Regions from separate parts of the Zea mays genome. Here region 2 is linked to region 1. The links are chromatin contacts, called in public Hi-C maps. All regions are on one chromosome and are shown on one strand. Each heading gives the region's core, a stretch centred on a gene start, on an enhancer-like site or on the middle of the called end of the contact. The rest is flanking DNA. Distances are from core to core; before and after follow the strand shown.

Evidence for each region. A called contact is a pair of places that touch in the nucleus more often than the background predicts.
Region 2: a contact with region 1 is called in a Hi-C map of bundle sheath, with 3 times the contacts expected there. The contact joins the enhancer-like site here to the promoter of LOC100194368 in region 1. A contact is called at or near these places in 2 of 25 Hi-C or Micro-C datasets (bundle sheath and leaf).

The regions. Positions count from the first base shown.
Region 1 is chr1:100,559,157-100,566,532 of Zm-B73-REFERENCE-NAM-5.0, reverse strand. LOC100194368 (nonsense-mediated mRNA decay NMD3 family protein) reads right to left here and starts at 4,843. Exons shown (of 2, transcript NM_001374348.1): 1 at 3,056-4,843; 2 at 2,577-2,822. The coding sequence starts at 4,649. The coding sequence ends at 3,072.
Region 2 is chr1:100,843,734-100,851,109 of Zm-B73-REFERENCE-NAM-5.0, reverse strand. TRNAM-CAU (transfer RNA methionine (anticodon CAU)) reads right to left here and starts at 6,086; the gene lies at 5,998-6,086. LOC111590650 (U1 spliceosomal RNA) reads right to left here and starts at 7,047; the gene lies at 6,892-7,047. Within about 2 kb of position 2,954, at least 5 of the 20 cell types and tissues checked have an H3K27ac peak or open chromatin away from gene starts, as enhancers often do. A contact at or near this core is called in bundle sheath and leaf, where this site is marked.

The DNA.
Region 1 (7,376 bases), core at 3,594-6,093:
CTCAACCGCTCGGAGACCAAGTATTCATTCACTGTCAATGTGTAGTTCTCAAACAGGAACCTCGGTGTAAACGAGTTTGTCGACCGTGCCATTGCAAGCGAGCAAATTGGGCATTCAGAGTACTTGACCATATGCAGATCAAACTTGAAGCTTTGCCCACCGTAACCCATCACGAATTGACTGTTCTATCACACCAAAATCAAGCCCTTCTTGTCGCCATGGACGTGAATGAACCGAATAAGCAACGGGGTCTCATAATGCACTAGCAAAAGACTTGTAAGCACTGAGCGCCGGGGGAGCACGCCATTGGTATTTTCCTGGTTTCACGAACGCCGGACGCCAGATTCAGGCGGCTAAGATTCAGACGAAGCGCAAAAACCAAGCTGCGGGATGGCGAGCTGTAGGAGTGAAATGTTGTATTGTATAGAGAATGAGTACAATATATAGACTCAACCCTAATTTTAATGGGCCGGCAGCCCTGACCCACACACAGTCTAACATCCCCCGCAGTCGCAACGGGGGCACTACACACGATGAGACTGGAGTAGAGGCCGAAGGTAGGAGCCGACGGGCTGAAATCCCCCCGCAGTCGCAGCGTCGTGATGGTGCGAATGTTGCGGCTGGAGTAGAGACCGGTGTGTGCTCCAAGAAGACGATAACCCCTAGACGCCGAGATAGCCGAAGTCGAGGTGGTCGCGGTCGGGAGACACGCAGCAGAAGCCTATTCTTCGGGAGGGGTCGACGTTCGAGCGTCAACGATCGGCAGGGCGACACAACAAAAGGGCACCGTCAGGCCGACCTTCATGCTTCTTCGATCATCCGGACGTCAAGGAGCCCCGCCAGGGAGGCCGACAACAGTGCACGCGTCTGCGCCGGTCATGGTGTCCGCGCCCGCGACAGAATAGAAGGGGAAACGACAGATCCAGCCGGGAAGGCCACGGCAGCGACGGATCCAACCGGGAAGACGTGATCCAGCCAAAGAGACGGCGAATCGAGCCGAAAGGTCGCAGCAACGTGGATCCGGCCGGGAAGGCCGCGACAGCGACGGATCCAACGAAGGCGATGAAGGGGTGGGCGGCGGGGCGGGTCCAGCCGGGCAGGGGCCTGCGCCGGACCAGGCAAGGGATGGTGACGGCGCCGACGACGGGAGAAGCTCGAAAGGTTGGCGCTACTTGGTGTCAGCGCGATCAGTTAGCTGGCAGCGCGATGAGGAGGACGGCGCGCGCAGGGCGCACAGGAAGGCCGGGGGCACTGCGCGTGGGGGGCAGCGGCGCGCAGGATGCGTAGGAAGGCTGGGGGGCGCTGCGCGTGGCGGCGGCGCGCAGGAAAGCAGGGGGGCGCTGCGCGTGGGGGGGCGTAGACGCCGAGGAGGGGCCATCGGGCGTGCTCAGGAGTAGAGGGGAGGGGCTTGTGGCGGGGAAGAGCTCGGCCTGCCTCGGCGGTGGAGCGCTGCGGCGCTGGAGGGCGGACGAGGGCCGCAGGCAGGTTAGCACGGCCGCCGCCGCCGCTGTTCCGCTGACGGCCGCGCATGCAGGCGAGGGGCCGCCGGTGCCTGATCCGGTGGGGTAGCGCCGATGGGGAGGAAGGCAGCAGTCGCGGGGAGGGCAGAGGCCTAGCGCGGCGGCGTGTGGATCCCACGACTGTGGCGGCTGCGCCCGCGCCCGCGCCCTGGACGCCGACGATGAGAGGCAGAGGCCCTGCGCGGCAGCGCGCAGGGAGGCCTAGGGCGACGGATGGAGAGACGGAGGAAGGGCGAACGGGAAGGAGAAGGCCAGCACCGGCTCACAGGCATCCGCGTCGGCCATGGTGCCGGGCGCGACGACTGGTGGGGGGGCTCGGGCGCGGGCGCCGGAGGAGGCATGGTCGGGGACACCGGCGCGGCGGCGCTTTGAGAGCAGCGCGGCGTGGTCGGCGGGGCGGGAGGAGAGTGACACGAGGGCCGCCTTCTTCCTATCCTTGTCGGTGCTCTTGGCCACCGTCGTCTTGGCCGCTAGGGGCTCTGCTGCGGCGACTGGGAGGAGGGAGGCCACCCCGGGAGGGAAGGATGAGCCTCCCGAGGGGCGGTGGCTGGTGCTAGGGCTGGGGTAGGGCTGGGGGCGGGTGAGGGGTGGGTGGCGGCTGTGAGTGGGAGGAAGAAGAAACCCTAACCTTGTCTGATACCATGTAGAAATAGTGAACTGTTGTATTGCATATAGAATGGGTACAATATATAGATTCAGCCCTAACCCTAATGGGCCGGCAGCGCAACAGTGGTGCCGGCGCCCACACATAGTCTAACACGATCGATATCTACATGACCTGGGTAAGATAAAAGAGCCGGTTGAAGATGCAGTTGGTGCAATTTCGAAGGATTTTGGGGTTCTTTTTTGGACTGCCAAGATGAAAGGAACGACCAGAATGACTAGTTTGGGTGCCCGTACTTGATACATACGGCTATTTGCGGGAGGTATGCAGAATATTGAGCAGTTGGGGAAACAGGCGCTAAGCAGCTAATTGATGATCTGAAAATAAATACAGCTAAAAGCTTAATTACTACATGACTTAAATTTGTTCAACTAGAGAGTAACCACTGAATTAGAAGAACACACATAAGAATCGATATAATTACTTGAAAGCAATCACCATGCCTATCACAAAAAAAAATGAAACTGAAAATTTGGCTACCAATAGAGTAAAACTGACAAAAAACACGGTTCCTACCAACAATTCGGTGCTGTCGATCCCAGTGGAAACATAGCTTACAAACCTAGAATAAACTGAAACTAGAGGCCAAACAACGCATTGAGCTTTTTCTGGCCATGCTTCTCCCTGTAGCTCTCAATCTATATTAAGACACAGAAACTAGATCAGACTAACTTATTATGGACATGTAAAGTTTTTTATATATACAAAAATCTCAATGTAAAGTCGGGCATGATTGTAACACCTCCAATGCATGATAAGGGTTGAAATAAAGTTGATTTGGAGAAACAGCAGAATTATAAACTTAAGCAGTACCACCAAAATTCTAACTTGTACCAGTAACAACGAAAAAAAACATATATGATCATTCTACCATTCCAGCATGAGGCTCATTCCACCATTCCAGCATGAGTGTTGCCTTCCACAGCTTCTTCCCCTTCATCATCCTCATTGTCACCAAGGGTCAAGTCCTCAATCAGCTCCTCGATTGGCACCGTAGGGATATCATCACCAACTGTTGATGCCATCTCAGACCTATAGTCCTCATTCTTGTACAGATTCACCCCGAACCGCATCCCTGGGTCCAGCTCCAAATCCCTGAGGAAAGCCTCGTACTCATCTAGCGTCTTCTCTTCCTCACCCTTGGCCTTATTTGCAGCATCTTCCTCCACCGGCAACCTCTTAAGCTTCCATCGCCGTGTGCGAGGCCTCTTCTCGTAGCTCTTCTTGACAAGAACCGCCTCAGGTAAGCTGTACCGAGTCATAGCTGTGTTCATGTCATCATCATTTAGGTTGGCACCATAGAGATCATACCCAAGGGCATGATCACCAGGGTTCAGCAGGTGCCCAAGATGCGTCCTCACAGTAAAGATGGTGTCATTCTTCCCGAAATCTGACACCCGGGCAACCTGAGCATAAGCCAATTGGTATCGAGACCCATCAATAGAAATTTCAGGCGATTCTTGTTCTATGTCGAGCACAATGTACTCCACAAGCTGCTTGCTGGTGAGAGTTGCCTTGAAATTATAGACCCTGTATTTTTTCTCCTCCAGGTGGTGCACTCGCAGCGTGAGGGGATCAAGAAGAGCAATGGCATTTGTGACCTTGACACAGAGCACGAGCGGGCCAAGGCCACCCATGTCCCGGGACGCCTGGGGACTGAGCGCGATGAGGTCCTCACGGCAGATAGGGCAGATATCGACCGAAAAGGTGTACTTGTAGTTGTAGACGCTGCTCTTGGTGTCGTGCGAGACGAGCTGCTTCGCTGTCTGAGTTTGGATAGGAGCGACGGTGGCAAGGAAGTCGACCAGGCGGGCGGCATGGGAACGCGAGCCGAAGAAGAAGTCGAGGCCGCCGGGGGCCGCCGCGACTCGGATCGCTAGGGAAGCCTGGCCGTGTTTTAGGAGGAGCTGCTCGAGGTAGAGGAAGGTGCGGCGGTGGGGCACGTGCTGGCGGAGCTGGACGACGGCGACCCACTGATCGGGGTTGGCCTGCGCGCGGGAGCAGGAGTCGCAGAGTCGGTCGTGGACGACGAACTCGACGGGGTGCGTCTGCTCGAGGACGATGCCGTGGAGCACCTCGCGGCGGAGGCGGAGGTTGAGGCGGAGGCGCTTAGAGTGGGGCTCGGAGAAGACGAACTCGGCGCCGGAGAGGGAGACGCGTAGCCGCGCGAGTGGGCGGTTGACTCGGCGGAGCAGGATCTGCATGAGCTCGGGCGACTCGGGTGTGGCGCGGAGCCAGGACCGCGGCGGCTGGAGGTAGGAGGAACAGTCGGGGCAGTAGACCACGGCGGCGTGGCGCGGGACGCCTTCGGTGATGTCGACGCGAGCGCGCAGGCAGCGCGCGCACATGTTGGCCGGGTTGGGCTGCATGGACACACCACACATGCAGCAGAGCACCGTGCCCGCCGTCGCCGCCGGCACGAACATACCGGTGCCGCCGGCCGCCGGCTCTGATCCTGGCAGCATCCTGATTACGATTGGATCAGACAGGGGATCGGGATGGAGGCGCAGGAACTACCTAGCGACCAGGGATTAGAGGAATTGGTGGAGAACTATCGTAGGGTTTTGTAATCGCAGGGGATGAATGCGGCGGCCGCGAGGCGGCAGAGGTGGTGACGAATGCGATGACGGAGTCCACGGTCGCGTGGGACGGTTAAGGATTGCGAGGCCTCCTGAATCCTGATCCTATATGGGCTTTTAGACCATGTCGGCTCATGGGCCGTGAAGTCTATGCTATGCTACCCTCCTCTTTGTAGTCACCACAGCGGTGGAAGTGGAATAGAACAGATCTGCTAACAAATAAACCAATTTTAAATTAACTGACAAAAAATGTTGTGAAATTAAGTTTGCTATGTAATCATCGTTAAAATAAAATATTAAAAATAAATTAAAATATTATATATGTATTTTATTATTTACTCTATCAATATATCAAATTTTAAGTTATAATTTATTATACATCAAGAGATCTAAAAAATTGCCAAATACAGATGATTAAAAACTATGAATTTTATCTTTTTTACATATCTTAGCATATGGTAAATTAAAACTTGATATATTGATAGAATAAATAATAAAATATAGGTATACTTTTTATATTTTTGTATGACTTTTGATAGTTTGATCGTACGATGATTGCACACGGTGAAAACATCTAGGCCCTATTTAGATTTCCATGGTTAATGACATTGCTAGATTATTATAATTAATATGTGTTTTTGAAAGTCACCTAGAGGGGGTGAATAGGCGAAACCTATAAATTATAAGCTTTGAACACGAACTTCACCTGGAGTTAGGATTAGAAACAAATAATAATGAATACAGAGTATGGAAGAGAATTTTTCTTGCTATGAGTTGCTCAATCAATGCGGATAACTTGAGGAGCTAACTCAAAGGATTGTGAGCAAGAGAACTTTTAGAGAGGGAGACGGGAGAGGGAGAATCAAATCACAAGTTGATGATCAACACAAATGAATACGATAATTTGTTTTCCGAGGTTCGGTTGCAATGAACCTACTCCCCGTTGAGGAGGCCACGAAGGTCGGGTATTTTTCAACCCTTTCCCTCTCTCAATCGATCACCTAGACCGATTGAGTGCTTCTTCTTAATCTCAAGGATCACAAAGACCCCACAAGGATCACCACACACTTAGGTGTCTCTTGCTAGCTTTACAAGTCACTTAGAGAGTTTAGAAGGAGATGAAGAAAACACGATTAAAAAGTCAAGAAACAAGAGCAAAAAATGAAACACGAATCACACTCTCTCAAGTCACTAATCACTTGTCTTAATTGTGGCACTTGAGGAGATTTGGAGCTCTGAATGTGTCTTGGAATGAATTTCTTGCTCTTGTATTGAATGTGGATGTATTGAATGCTTGGGTGTCCTGGATAGAGGTGGTTGGGGTTGTATTTATAGCCCCCACCATAATTATAGTTGTTGGACAGAAAGTAGCAGCTTTCTATCGACGGGCGCACCTGACAGTCCGGTGCACACCGGACAAGGCACTGTTCATTGTCTAGTGCCTGCCACGTCAGTCGACCGTTGGATCCACCAACCCCTGTGGCACACTGGACAGTCTGGTGGCACACCAGATAGTCCAGTGCGACCTGACGTCGCCGAGCGTTTCTGACTTCTGACCGTTTCTAACCCGGTGGCAGTCGACCGTTGGTGAAGTTGACCGTGGGCTCACCGGACAGTCCGGTGCACACCAGACAGTCCGATGAATTATAGCCGCGGATCGATGAGTTTTTCCCAAGAGCGGCCTGTTCGTCGGGCGCGCCAGCCTGGGCACCCGACACTGTCCAGTGCACACCGAACAGTCCGGTGCACAACAGGCTGCTACAAGTCTGACTCGCCCCATATTTATAGAAACAACCCAAGGGTCCATTTTTCTTACAGATGTATATGAACTTTATGCACCTGAGAAAAGATCAACTAGGCAAAATAGTTAGTCCATAAGTTTTGTGATGATCGCCAAACACCAAAATCGATTATAGGAGATGGTTGAGGTCATTTTCCTTTCAATCTCCCCCCTTTTGGTGATTGATGCCAATACAAACCAATGCAAATGCAAAGTATAGAAATGTAGCTAGTTTGCATTTTGACAGATGTGCATAAGTCACTTTGAAATAAAAACAATTCTAAGTATATATGACTGTTTTGATATAGTTATCATTTTGGACTACATTTGCACCACTTAGCTTGTTTTTGCAAATCTTTTGGAAAAGTCTTTTCAAATTCTTTTGCAATTAACCAATGGTATATGATTTCTAAAGGCATTTTCAAGTTTTGATAGATTCTCCCCCTTTTTCAAATGCTTTTCCTTTAACTAAATAAACCCCCCCTGAAAAAGTTCTCCCCTTAACTGTCAAGAGGGTTTTTGCAAATGCAATTTTTTTTTTCAGAAAACAGGGTGGTGGTGCGGTCCTTTGGTTTGGCCTATTAATTTCTCCCCTTTGGCATTAAGCGCCAAAAATAGAGAAATTGATAGGTCTTTAAAAAGATATGAAAGTAAATACATGAGTAGGTCAAAGGATACTAACGAATATGGAGCAGAAGCCTTGCCATTGCCTACAACTCCATTTCCCTGTCAATTCAAGACTAAGTATAGAAATACTCTTGGAAGCACATTAGTCTTAGCTTTGGCACAAAAAGAATAAGAAATATGCATTTGTACCAAATAAAAGAGACATG
Region 2 (7,376 bases), core at 1,705-4,204, 290 kb before region 1:
AGGAGCCTCCGCCTCGCCCGACCTAAGGCTCGGACCGACCACGTCACAGGGGGGCATCATTACCCTACCCCTAGCTAGCTCAGGCTATGGGGAAAAAGACCGGCGTCCCATCTGGCTCGCCCCGGTAAACAAAAAATGATGGCGCCCCGCGTGCTCCATGACGACGGCGGCTCTCAGCCCCTTACGGAAGCAAGGAGACGTCAGCAAGGATTCGACAGCCCCGACAGCTGTCCTTCCGCAGGGCTCTAGCTCTCCTCCGACGGCCACGACATCACATGAACAGGGCAGCAACACCTCTCCGACAGCCACGACGGCATGTACATAGGGCACTAGCTCCTCTCTGCTAGACACGTTAGCACATTGCTACACCCCCATTGTACACCTGGGCCCTCTCCTTACGCCTATAAAAGGAAGGTCCAGGGCTCTCGTACGAGAGGGTTGGCCGCGCAGGAGAACGGGCCGACGCATAAGGCTCTCGCTCTCGCTCTCTCCCACGCGAACGCTTGTAACCCCCTACTGCAAGTGCATCCATCCGCCCTGGGCGCAGGACAACACAAAGGCCGCGGGTTACCCTTACTGTTCTCCCCCCTTTGTGTCCCGTCTCGCGCCAACCCATCTGGGCTGGGACACGCAACGACAATTTACTCGTCGGTCCAGGGACCCCCTGGGGTCGAAACACCGACACCGCCAGGAAAAGGTAGGAGGGAATACACTCATTACTTTTGCTATAGTTATGGATTTATGTCTCACAATGTTATACAGGCTTGGATATTGGTCTCTTAAAGAGGACCCATCGAGCCATGTATCCTCGCAGAACCTTACCTGTGATCCATCTTTTAGGAGAAAGGATCCATAGCAAAAAAAAGTTGGCTTTACTTTCATTAAGCCACACCAGAAGTGGGAATCCCCAAGTTTCCACTCAACCTGAGACAAAGGTTTTGAGCCTACATATTTATTGCGGAGAAGTTGTTGCCATATTCCATCAGCGGTGAGTAGTTTGTATATCCATTTACTAAGGAGGGCAGTATTCGTCGTATTCAACTCTAGGATTCCAAGGCCCCTTGATCCTTAGTTTGACACAGAATATCCCATTTGACAAGTCTATATTTCCTTTTGTTATCATTCCCCTGCCAAAAGAATCTTGAGTGGAAATAGTTGAGCTTCCTAAGGACTCCTTTAGGAAGGTGGAAGAAGGACATCATATACATCGGTAAGCTGCTGAGTACTGAACTAATCAAGGTCAAGCGTCCTCCGATAGACAGGTGTTTCCCTTTCCAGCTGCTAAGGCTCTTTTCAAAGCGCTCTTCAACTTTAGCCTAATCCCTAATTCTTAATTTTCTGAAATGGATTGGAATACAAAGGTAGCTGATGGAGAGTTTCTCTGGCTTACATCCAAAGAGTTCTATATAGTGTTATAATTTCTCTTAGGCAGCCCCGAAACAAAGAAAACCTCACTCTTGTGGAAATTGATTTTTAGACCTGAAGCTTGTTCAAATGCAAATAGAAGCAGCTTCATATTGCACGCTTTGTCTATGTCATGGTCCATAAAGAGTATAGTGTCATCTACATACTGGAGTATTGAGAGTCTGCCATCCACAAGGTGCGGAATTAGTCCCTCGAACTGTTCATCCAGTTTAGCCCTACTGATGAGAACTTTTAGCAAATCCACCATTATATTGAATAATATAGGGGACAAAGGGTCTCCTGTCTGAGCCCTTTTTTGTTTGGAAGTAGTGTCCAACATCATCATTGACATCCATCGCTACACTTCCACCCGAGATGAAGGTTTTAATCCAAGATATCCATTTGGGCGAGAAACCCTTCAAACGGAGTGCCTGGAAAAGAAAAGGCCACCACACCTTATCATAAGCCTTCTCAAAGTCTAGCTTTAAAATTACTCCATTATGTTTTTTCCGATGGAGTTCATGTGATGTTTCGTGCAGGATTACCACCCCTTCCAAAATATTACGACCTTTAATAAAGGCAGACTAGGTCGAGCTAACAACCTTATATGCCACTGATCCTAACTTGTTGGTGGCCACCTTGGTGAAGATTTTATAGCTCACATTCTGAAGACAGATTGGCCTATACTGTTGAATAACATTTGCCACCTGAACCTTAGGAATGAGGCTAATTTTTCCAAAATTGAGGCTAAACAGGGGGAGATATCCCTTGGCTAAATCCGTAAACATTTGCATTAAATCATCATTGACAGTTTCCTAGAACTGTTGATAGGATTCAACCGGAAACCCATCAGGGCCCGGAGCCTTATTGTGGTTCATTGAAAAGATAGTCTCCCGAACCTCGCTTTCCAAAAAATCTGTTATGTATTTCTTTTTAAACTATGTTTTACTTTGTGTTTGATAGTGTGCACCAGGGTAGGTTTTAAGCTAGCTTTGTCCCTAGATTCAAGCCTAGAATTTATATTAAAGACGGATCCTTTAGCACCGAGCATTACAACCGGGACTAAAGATTAGGGTCTTTAGCCCCTGATACCTAGTATGGGTTGGGAATCCGATAGTCGGTTCGCAACCAGTATGGCAGTACATATATATATGGATCAGCGTGATGTGATTCGAGTGTATTTTTACTCATCTTGTATGCATTTTCTCTGTACTTCGCTCCAGCTTGGCATGCTCATAGACCTGCTGCCGGATAGGGCTTTACCTGTACTGAAAAGAGGAGTAATTACGCTTCAAAGTGTTTCTTCTGCTTATAAAAATACCACTTCCGATGGCAGTATCTCCTCCCTTTCTTTTTTTTCTTTCCAATCCGTGGCGAATAAAATCAAACAGTTTCCTGTAAAATAATCCGTCTGTTCCGAAGACCACCGCGCCCATTCCCCTTCTAGAAGCCATATCTTGCGATTTTTTAATGTAAAGCAAAGGAAGGTTCAGTTCAGACAGCGAAGGCGCGGGAAGAGCGAATGGTCGAGAGTCGAGACACTTGCGAGCAACCAGCGGTGTCTTCGCATGCACTTCCTTCCTTTATTTCTTTCTTTCCGATTCTTCAACCCGGTCACCCACTGGTTTAGATTCCTCCAGCTGCTTTGTGTTGCAGCCACAGCTAAAATTAAAAAGCAAAAAAGGTGGTGGAAAATACATGCATCATGGATCACTTCACTCCGAGTCTACGTGTTCACCGAAAGAGAAGGAGAAAAAATAGCGGTGGTCCCTGGACCGGCAACGATCGACGAACATAAAAGTTTGTGCGCTCAAATTGGCTAGCAACTGTGCTCAGTGCTCTCATATACATGTCCAAATGGACGTGCTGGGCCAGCCCGGCACGGGTACGACTGGGCACGGCCCGACTCAGTCGTGCCCAGGCACGGCACGCCAGTTATACGGGCCGGGCCGGGCTGGCACGTGGGCCATTTGTGCTGCCCAGGCACGGCACGCCCAAGGTTAAACGGGTCGGGCCGGGCCGGGGGCATGTTTAGCCCGTTAGTGTCGGGCTAGGCTTGGGCCCAGTAACCAAATATACATAATATAACAGATTTAATAGAAATGCACATAAAATATCACATTAAACCATACATGTACACAGAATACATCAAATTTAACAGAAATACTTGTGGAGCCTTAGTACAATGCTGCCTTATTAAAAACCTTCCTAGGTAAAAACTCACACCTCGTGAGAAAACCCTAGGAAGGAAAAGAGTACAGCCAGCTCCTTAAATTATTTATAGGTTCATAGTTCAGTCCACAGTCCATATGAGCATATTACAATAAGAGAACATAAATAGGTAGGCCAAGAAAGAGAGAATGAGTTTAAGGTTGTTTGCTTTTGGAACTCTTTGGTGCTGCTTCCTTTCTCGCATCTCCTCCTCCTTCATGTTCCTTTCTTTTGTTCCCTGGTGATACTCGTTGCTCATCATCTAGGTACATATCTTCAAAGGTTGCTTCAAGTTTTTTGGTTTCCTTCTCCACAGTATGTTGCTTGTGCTGGTCAGCCAACTCCCAATCCTTGATACATGAGAGCATTTCCACCATGTCTATCGTCAACCGTCGTCGCCGCTCCTCGAGCACCCTGCTAGCTAGACTGAAAGTAGATTCTGAAGATATTGTAGAAACACGGACAGTCATAACATCTTTAGCTAGTATAGAAAGAATAGGGTAAGTTTGATTGTGGCGTTGCCACCACATAAGAATGTTGAAATCAGGCCCAAATTTAGTTTCAGTGTCACTATCAAGGTAAGAAGTTAACTCAAATAAACCAGTAGATGTACCAGTATTACTGTAATTTTCATAGCACCAAAAAAGTGCTATGATAAGGAACTAAATGTTTAAGCATCAGGAATGTTGAATTCCACCTAACATCCATATCTATTCCAAATTTACGTGGTCTAACACCAACACTCATGCAGTACTGTTTATAAGAAGCAATTCTTTGATTTGAAGAGTTTAAAAATGTTATAGTTGTCCTAAAGTCTTCAAGATATGGTTGCAAACGTTTCAAACAACTTTTAACAATCAGATTAATAATATGGCAAGCGCAACGCTGATGCAAAAAGATAGTACTCAAATCACTCTCATTCCTACTAGGTGCAGGTATCAAATGGCCAATATAACCAGAAAAGACAGGTTTATCACGCATAGGGACAGAGGTGCTCGCGTCGGCCGTTGGGCTTGTGGAGCCCGTGTATGTTCGGGTCGGTTGGGTCCCGGCGGCGTCCAGATCGATGGTAGCGGGACCAAGGAGGAGGCACCGAGCATCCTCTGCCTCATTATGTGCTTCAAGCCGCCGCTCCTCGACCACGGCATCGATATTGAGCTCATCGTCAGCCGAGTCCATGAACATGGCCACCGCCTTAGTCGGCTTCTCCGGCTCCTCACGGTGCGCGGCGCACACACAAGGCGCACACCTGAACAAATCAAGCTTATGGTTAGGGTTACGTGCTCACAGCGGCGGAGCGAGAGAACGAGAAAGAAGACGGCTCACACGGCGGCGGATCGAGAGAACGAGAAAGGAAAACGACACCTAGAGACCGAGAAAGGAAGACGACACACACACAAACGACTCACGGCGACGGAGCAAGAAAGGAAGAAAGGACCGAGAGAACGAGATTTAGGGTTACCTGCAACACCGGAGCACCGGATCCACCAACGACGAGGCATGCGACAGAGGTAGAGGAGCGAGCTTGGCGCAGATCGAGGTTTAGCCGTTTAGGGTTAGGGTTCGGGTGCACCGAACAAGCGGAGCGAGAAAGGAAGAGGATAGGACGGACCGAGAGAGGAAGAGGAAGATTAGCGCCGGGCCGTCGGTCGTCGGCCGGAGACCGGAGTTCTCCACCGGCGCCGACCCCCAGCAAGCGCTAACCCTAAATCTTCAAGCCGAGTCGCCCGCGACGCGAGAGAGGAGAAAGGAGCAGAGCAGGCAGCAGGTTCTGAAATTTGAAGAATGCGACCGCGTGTCCGCGGGGAGTCGGGGGGACGGACGCGTTTTTTACCCGGGCCAGTGCCGTGCCATCGCCTTAACCGGGCTGGGCCCGTGCCAGCACCGCGTGCCAGGCCGCCTGCCCAAGCACGGCACGCGCACCGGGCCGGGTCGGCACGGGCACGGCGGCCTGCATGCTGGGCCGGGCCTGGGCCGTGCCAAGGCGTGCCGGGCCATGGGCTACATATCGGACCCGCCCGGTTTGGACATGTATATGCTCTCATCGTAAAAGGCGAGATCTCTAGTGCCGTGTTCTTGTGGGAGCCGTGGCGTTGCCGCGTTGGAGGTGACGAGAGAAGGCCAGGAGGCAGTTGCACGCTCACGTCACATGGCGCTGTCTTCCGAACAATGACGCCCCCGCCCCCCTCTTCAACTTGCCCAAATAATAACCGAAGCAAGAAAAGACTCCTCTGCTACGCGCATCAGCTCAGCTGGACAAGATATCATCATGTCGTCGAGGCGAGCACAACTAATCAGAATATATATCTTTTTGTGAAGTCCCAACATCTACTCATAATCAAATCACATCAAGTCAGCGAGCAGCAAAAAAAACAAAAAACTTGGGGTGAGAGAGGCTCGAACTCTCGACCTCAGGATCACTCATCAGATAGCTATGAGACCTACGCGCTAGCCAACTGCGCCACCACCCCTTTGCTGTATTTGTTAACTTAGTACAGTTAAAGTTGTGTATACACCATGACAACGACAAAGGGAACACAGATTCGCAGCAGGTTCTGAGTGAGACCCCACTGCAATGGAATCAGCATCACGAATTCAACGGCAGCTGACGTTGCAGGACAGACGCACGCTGTGCACTGCCACTGCAAACTCAGGCGGGCTGGCGCGGCAACTTCACCTTCTAGATTTTTTTTTGCAAATGAAACAGACACTTGAATCCTAGCAATATAAAAAAATCTTGTCGCCATTAGAGATCATGATTCCTGTGCTACAGTAGATGGATTGGTTTGTTGACAGCTATCTTCGGTTACATGGATAAACATTTTCTTCTCGTTGTTGTCGTGGTGGTGCTCCTCGACTGAAGCCGTGACACCCTGTCCTTCAGCCAACCCTTGAGATGACACAAGAACTAAACCAGATAGCATAGCACATGGCAACCTTCAAAAGCAGAAGCAGTAAAGCCTATGCAGTCTGCTGTTCACATGTGATGTGAGGCGGGGGAACAGCCGCACAGACGGCTTGCCGACGCCCAAAACCGTACGGCCAAACCGATTAGGCTGCTGAGCACGGAAGGCTAGAACTGAGCCAACAGCTAGCGCGAACGCTGGAGCCAAGCTTCTCGTTCAGGGGAGGGGAAACGCTATGGGCCTGTTTGGTTCAGTTTTTTTCTGACCAGATTTTCTGAAAATCTGTCTGTGAAGAGAATCTGAGTATCATTACAATTACGTGTGGAACCTAGCTAACAAACTAGAGCCCTAAAAGTCTTCCATAGAATTGGTAGGGGCCGCATGAACGCGTACCCCTCTACCACAAATTATGACGTCCACTCTCCCACTTAGAAAGATGGTAGACCAGCGCACTCACCAAGTGTAATGTGAGCCACTTGTCTAGGCCATAGGTCTTCTTGATCACCCATCGACCTTCCACTGGCTTTCTTATATAGGTGGCTAGCTCGTCCTTGATTGCCAGCGGCGCCGAGGTGGGACTAAAGGAAAACAAAAACGTGGTGCTTTGCTGGGCCGAGAAAGGCGCAGCTAGCTAGCTGGGCCAAAAGACTGGTAGGTCTGCTGTGCCAGCTTCGATTTTTGGTACTTTTTTTTTCGACCGTGTATACAGCCTCTGTTGCTTATTTGTTGTATCATTGACTTGCTTTGCTTGTGTGAGGTTATGAACCTACGGCTTCTCAGCAGAAAATACTTTTTTTTCTAGTTGCATACGAGGGTAGGGAGACAAGTTTTTTTCTCTCTCTCTGCAACTAAAAA